Linked DNA regions of Anas platyrhynchos: region 1 is linked to region 2. The links are chromatin contacts, called in public Hi-C maps. All regions are on one chromosome and are shown on one strand. The core of a region is the stretch at or near the end of the contact, and the rest is flanking DNA. Distances in the headings are between cores, read along the strand shown.

Region 1 (3,226 bases), core at 227-2,726, 140 kb before region 2:
AACTGCACGGAGGGCCTGATCCTCCCACCCGACCTGCAGCAGGCATGGGAGAAGGTGCAAGGCACCACAGAGCCTTTGGGGTGGGACGGAGGCAGTGAGGACATGGCCTCCAGGCTCCAAAATGCTCAGCTGCCTGTGTGGGATATGGCAACCACCTTCCGAGCTAAGCCCTCCTTACATTCCTTTTTTTTTTTTTTCCACAGCAGACAAAGAAAAGGGGTAATTAAGGCTGCCTCGTTGTGCCATGGGAGACGCCTGTCGATGGTGGAGGGCTGGAGGCACGCGTGCCGTGCTCGCAGGTTCTACCTGCAGGCTGGCCTCTTGTTCGCATGCAGCAAAGGGGATCTGGGAGAAAAGCATGTAATTAGTGCAGCTGCCATATAGTTTTTGTAGATATCAATAAAACATTGATTCCCTCCTTCTGGAAGCTCCTGCACCGCGGTGCATACAAATGGCCCCGATGGCTTCTCCCTGAAGCAGCCAATGTCTTGGCCGCCCGGTGGTCCAGAGGTTGCAAATAACGGGAGAAATCTCATTTTTGTTTGACTGACAGTGTTTTGTTTGGTGTGAAGCTAAAAAAATATAATCAAAAAGCTCCGTTTCCATCTTGCTTTGCTCAGCCTCCTGCCCCATCCATTTCCTTTCCCATCTCCTGACATGTCTGTGTGAAAAAACATTTGTTTTGGGATGTGAACCTGGCCGCTCTTCGTTTTGTGTAGCTCACATTTGTCTATCCCATTTCCATAACCCCCTAATACTCCGTTTTGTGATCTTTTTTGGGGTTTTGGGGCAGTGGGAAGCCCATGGTGATGCTTAGGGGCTGCGGGGCTTGTGCCCAACCAAGCTTTTGGGAGGCCAGCCGGTGTCCTGCCGGGTGGTTTGCCCTCTGAAGTACTCTTTTTCTCCGGCCTCTTTTGAAGACTCGTTCTCCCCAGCAATGCAGGATCTCTAAAAGTATGTATTTTGAGAAGAAAAACAGGCTATTTATAAACGCTTCTATATGCTCTCCACAAAGCAAGTGCCAGACTGCGCTGGCGGAGAGCCCACTCCCGCCTTGTCGGTTTAAAAAAGCAAAAAAAAAAAAAGAAAAAAAAAAACGAAAAAAAGCAAAAAAAGCGAAAAAAAATCAGAAAAAAAAGTGAAAAAATAGGGAATAACGCTGGTGTTTTTATCTTTTCCTGGCCAAAACAGCACGGAGAGAGTCGTGGTACACATGGGAAGGGGTTGGAGCAGCGAGGTGCCACTACGGCCCCTGGGTGCCGTGCTCCGTGCTCCCACACAGCCCCAGGGCCAATTTTTGAGACAAAAACCCCCCAAACCCCCCCTCCCGCCCCGCGCCTGGGGGCGGTCCCAGCGCTGAGGCGAGCGGCAGGCGGGGCCGCTCCAAGCCCCGCCCCCTCGCGCTAAGCCCCGCCCCTCGGCGGGCGGTTGCCGTGGCGACGCGGCCGTGCCGGCGGCGGGGCGGGGCGGGGCGGGGCGGGGCGGAGGGGCGCCAAGATGGCGGCGGCGGCTGTGGCGGCGGCAGCGGGGCAGGGAGCGGCGGTAGCGGCAGCAGCGGGGCGGCGCTGAGCCGAGCCCAGCGGGGCAGAGCCGAGCCCAGCTCAGCCCAGCCCAGCCGAGCTGAGGAAGTCCCGCGGCGGCTCCTGAGGCCTGAGGAGCGGCGGGGAGGGCGGGCGGGGGCCCATGTGCGGCGGCGGCGGCCCCCCCCCGCCCCCCAGTAGCGGCGGCGGCGGCGGCCCGGTGGCGGCCAGGAGCCGCTGAGGAGGCTCGGAGCGACTGAGGAGGAGGAGGAGGAGGCGGCAGGATGAAGTTCGCCGAGCACCTGGCGGCGCACATCACCCCCGAGTGGCGGAAGCAGTACATCCAGTATGAGGTGGGGGCTGCCCCTGCCCGCGTCCACCGGCGGAGGCACCGGGAGGGGGGTGCGGGCCTGAGGGGGGGGGGAGGCCCTGAGGGGTGAGGGGGGAGGCCTCGGGGCTGGGCGCAGTTTCCTCCGTTTTCCCCGCTACCCTCTCGGCCTAGCGGGAAGGTCAGCAGAGCATGGGGTGGAGCAGAAATAACCCCGAGGTGGCACCTTCCCGGGGTGCCCGTTGTACCGGGGGCTCCCCCCGAGCCTCCCCCAGCTCCTTCAGGGGGTGCTGGGCTCGGTTCCAGCCCCCCCGCAGCCCCCGCTGCCTGCTGTGGGAAGGTCGCGCTGACACCTCAGCCCGAGCTTCGTCCCGCTGAAGGCTTTGGGCTTTGGGCTGGTGCTCAGGAGGCTGTCAGCCCCGCTGAAACCGCTGCTTATTGCACTGTCCGGGCTCAGAGACGCTCTCCCCAGCAGCACCGGTCATCCCCACGAGTAATAATTAAACCTGAAAGCTGATTCCAGGGGAGCTGTCGGCAGCGGGCTGCTTGACCTGCTGAGCCAGGCAAAAAAACGCTCGGTGCCTGTTATCGTTCAAGGGCTGGGGTTTTCTCTCTGGGACCCTAATAGTGATTTATGTCTCACATCCCTATGAAGCTGTCTGCTCTCGCAAGGAAACCGTGTTTATCTCAGCTTGCTGTGTGATTCTTGTCGGACTCTAAAAGTTTATATCTTCCCTTTTCACCACTCCTTTGTTTTCCATTACCTGAGAGCAAAGGAATAGATGCTTAAAAAGTGCAGGCAGATTTTATTTTAGAACAAATCCATCCTGAGCTGTTTGCAGAACGAGCTGCCTGAGTAACGCATGGGTTTTTGCGAAGGAGGGACCCCATTGTCTCAGTACGGTGCCAGACTAATTCTGCATCAGGTCTCTGATGGGTTTTCTCTGTGAGAGCTCTCAGGGTTGTTTTCTGCTTTTGGGAGCAGAAAACTTGAATGTGGTCTGAAGGGAAGGATCAGAGGTGGGGCTGGAGGGGAAGTCAAGGAGGGGAAAAAGATGTGCAGAAGGCTGCGCTCCTGGCTGACCAGATGGAAGCTGAGGGAGGGTGAAGGAGACCCAGCGAACTATGACACCTCAATTAATGCGCGAAGAACTCTGCTGCGCGTTGGCCGCTGCTTTCATTACGGGAGGTTAATTTTCAGATGTTTTAACTAGGACACTGATATTCTCTCCTTCTCCCTTCCCCCATCCCAGTTCAAAATCAAGGTAGATTTCAGTAAAATCTTCCTTAATAGATGTTTTTCTTTCCAAACATAGCGTTCTTGTTGGACAGTTAGCTGAACACTGAGGGCATTAAAATAAAAACCCCACCCTCACTT
Region 2 (3,195 bases), core at 93-2,592:
CTGTGGGTGCTTTCTTTCTTTCCTCCTTTCTCTTTCGCTATCCCCTTCTCCACTCTTCTTTTTGGCTAAGTGGAAAAGGTGAGGACAAAGAAATTGCCGCTTGCTTGGACTCATGATGTATCTGTGACTGCGCTGTTAGCTGTCTCCTCTTTCCTTCCCAAATGGATATCATTTTTTTGGAGTGTGGAATACCCTTCTTGATAAGTAGGTTTAAAAAAAAAAAATAATAATGCACAATGTGATACTGTTTCATAGTTCCTAGGTGGTTGTATCAAAGCAAAGTTACTGTGATTGTGTTTTTAAAAGGAAAAAGTGATTGGTTACGAAATCTGTCCTTTTTTTTCCCTTATTACAAGCTCTTTGTTTTCCAACGGTCTGACGCCTCGTGTCTCACCCCTCTGTGCGCCCTGGCGCGGGGACGCGGAGCCCTGGGGCTCGCTTTTGGCCCCCAGGAGCTTGGCAGGGCAGGGACGCGGAGCCCCGGGGTTCGTTTTTGGCCCCGAGGAGATTTGCAGGGCAGGGGCAGGGCCGCCGGCGGAAATGAAATGCCCCGGGCGGGTGGCGGGGAGGTTTTAAGAAGATAACCGCGATTTCTCGCCGCTCGTGCTGGCGGGAGCCGGGGGGATTAAAACAATTTCATAATCCCGGCCATTTCCTTTTGATCGGGATTATGAAACCAATCAGGAATATCAAAAGCTGAGGCTTAAAGAGGCGGCCTGGGAGCGGGGCCGGGATGCCCATGGCCCCCGCAGCTCCCCTTGGTCCCCGTGGGGCCGGCGGCACCGCTGCCTCCAGGTAAGCGGTGCCCAACGGGGCCGGCTCCTGCCCCACCTGGGGTGGGTTTTTGGGGCGTCTCTGGGATGGGGATGGGGTTTTGGTGCTCCGGCAAGGAGGGTGAGCCCTCTTGGGGTGCTAATACGGGGCCAGAGCGGGGTTCGGCCTCGGAGCACATCCGCAGAGGAGCGATGCTCACAGGGGATGCTCCAGCACCGCGGGGTTTGGATGGGGGTGAGGAGCATCCCAGCCCTGCTCTCCGTTCCCAGGCTGGACAAACAAAGGATGAGGTGCCCGGGCCTCGGCACGGGGTGCGGGTGTAGGGTTTCTCCTCCCCGTGGGGCCACCACGTCCCTGAGGGCCGTGACTGCTCCGGGCTTGGCGTCACCCTTTGGGACCATCGGTTATCCGGGGACGGGCTCCGGCAGCTGGGGCTGCGTGGGGCTTGGCCGGGAGCCTTGGCGAGAAGGAGGAGGAGGAGGAGGAGGAGGAGGAGGCAGGGCCGGCCAAGCAGCGGAGCTGGGGCTGGGCTGAAGGGGCTGGGATTTGCTGCTTTGCCTTTTTTTTTTTTTTTTTTTTCCTTTTTTTTAATTTCCTCCCCTTCTTCCTTCCCCTCTTCCGCCTTCTCCTCCCTCTATCCCGGCCCTCTCCTGATGCTCGGGGGTAAGCCCGGCCCTCGCCTCCCGCTGCCACTGCTCTGCGGGGACCCCACTCGCCCCGTCCCGATGCTCCCCGTGCCCGGGGGGTGGCAGCGGGGTCCGGCTCACCCGGGGGACACGGGGAGCCCCGGGGGGGTCCCATGGCCACGCTGGGGGCTTGTCCTGGGGGGTGCAGGGGGTGGCAGCGTCTGGGGGCCGCTGGGATCCCAAGGCCAAGTGGTGCGAGCCCGGGGGGCTGCGGGGGCACGGCGAGCTGCTGGCAAGGTGCCTCGAGTGGGATTTGTGCCGCGGGGGCTTTGGGGCTCCCATGGGGCTGGCATCGCGTTCGGGTGATGGTGCTCCCCCCGCACGGCTCCCTGGGGGCCGTGTCCTCCTTTCTGTGCCCTTTTGGATGCAGAGCCGTGCCCCGGCCGCCCTCTCAGGCTCTTTCTCCCCGCAGGGCACATGGAGGGGGGCCGGCGCCTTGAGCCGGGGCGAGCCCCCAGACCCCCGGCATCACCGGAGCCCCCCCGGGGGGGTCCCCACGCCGTCCTGGAGAGCAAGGTGAAGGCGCTGAAGGAGAAGCGGGGCACCAGCCGCCTGGGGACCCCCCCCACTACCACCACCACCGGTGCTCCCCCCGAGCGCCCCTCGCCCAAAAAGCCCCGACCCCGCAGGGGGAAGCCCGGGGTGGATGCGACGGTGGTGGAGCCGCGGGCTCAGCTCCGCACCTACCTGACCGACGGGCTGCTGGATGCCGGGGAGCCCCCGGAGCCCCCCCAGGGAACCCGGAGGGTGTCGGGGAGCAGCCAGCAGCACCCCAAGGAGGGGTCCCGGGGCTGTGCCCCCCCGGCAGCGGATGGCGGCGAGGTGGCAGCGGGCTGGGAGCCGCTCTCCTTGGCCGAGAGGGTGGAGAGGAACCGGCGGCTGCTGCAGGAGGTGCTGGGGCTGGCGGCGGCCGGCTCGGCGCAGGGTGCGTGCCGGGGGGCCGGGAGGGAGCAAATCCTCCTCGACGCCTCTCCGGGGGCAGGGGGAGGCTGTGGGGGGAGGCTGTGGGGCTGGCTTCGAGCGGGCCGGGGCGCGTGCTCCTGGCCCTAATGCAGGCGTCAGGGTCGGGAGGGGGGAAATTACCCCAATAAAGCAGGGCTGAGGGACCCCCGCCCCAATCCCTGAGGAGCTGAAATTTGGGGAATTGGCCCCAGAACGGGGTGCTGAGCTCAGTGGGGTGGGGGCTCTGACTGACACCTTCCCCTCTCCTCCCAACCCAGAGGTGCTGGCGAGCGATGGGGACTGGGACTCGGGGGTCTCGCTGCAGGACGCCGAGGGCTGCAGGTGGGTCGGCCCCAAAAGCTTCCCCCGGGGGCCCCGCGGTGCTGGGGGGGGGCTGGTGAAATGTGGGGCTTGGTTTGGGATTTGGGGGGGCCCGTGGGGAGCCAGCAGCTGGATTTGATCCTCGTGGGTCCCTGGCAGCTCGGGGGGGTTTGGGCGTTGTGCCGGGTGCTTGGGGTCCTGCAGGGGGAGGGGAGGGGAGGAGAGGGGAGGGGAGCGGGGCAGAAATTTGCTGCAGGTGCTTAAGGGCTTAGGGGAGGCAGGAGCCGTAATCTCGTTGGCCTAATGATAAACCCCGGCGGCGAGGGCTAAAAATACGGGGAGGGGCGGGCAGGTGAGCTGGGCTGGGGGGGCTGTGCTGGGGCAGGGGGGTAGGCTGGAAGGGGGAAGAAATTTGGGGTGAAAACACACCTATGTGGCAATTATCAAATTTCCAGTGCTCTGGCAGCTGAGG

The links. Hi-C and Micro-C count contacts between places; a contact is called where the count stands out from the background.
Region 1: a contact with region 2 is called in a Hi-C map of subcutaneous adipose tissue, with 4 times the contacts expected there. The contact joins the promoter of XPR1 here to the promoter of KIAA1614 in region 2. A contact is called at or near these places in 6 of 8 Hi-C or Micro-C datasets (F1 follicle, F5 follicle, liver and 2 more).

Annotation. Positions count from the first base shown.
Region 1 is chr8:18,461,256-18,464,481 of IASCAAS_PekinDuck_T2T, reverse strand. It overlaps XPR1 (xenotropic and polytropic retrovirus receptor 1), which reads left to right and starts at 1,476. Exons shown (of 15, transcript XM_027462506.3): 1 at 1,476-1,873. The coding sequence starts at 1,805.
Region 2 is chr8:18,325,696-18,328,890 of IASCAAS_PekinDuck_T2T, reverse strand. KIAA1614 (KIAA1614 ortholog) reads left to right here and starts at 1,342. Exons shown (of 10, transcript XM_072041875.1): 1 at 1,342-1,437; 2 at 1,873-2,385; 3 at 2,681-2,744. The coding sequence starts at 1,428. It overlaps XPR1 (xenotropic and polytropic retrovirus receptor 1), which reads left to right. Exons shown (of 15, transcript XM_027462506.3): 15 at 1-376.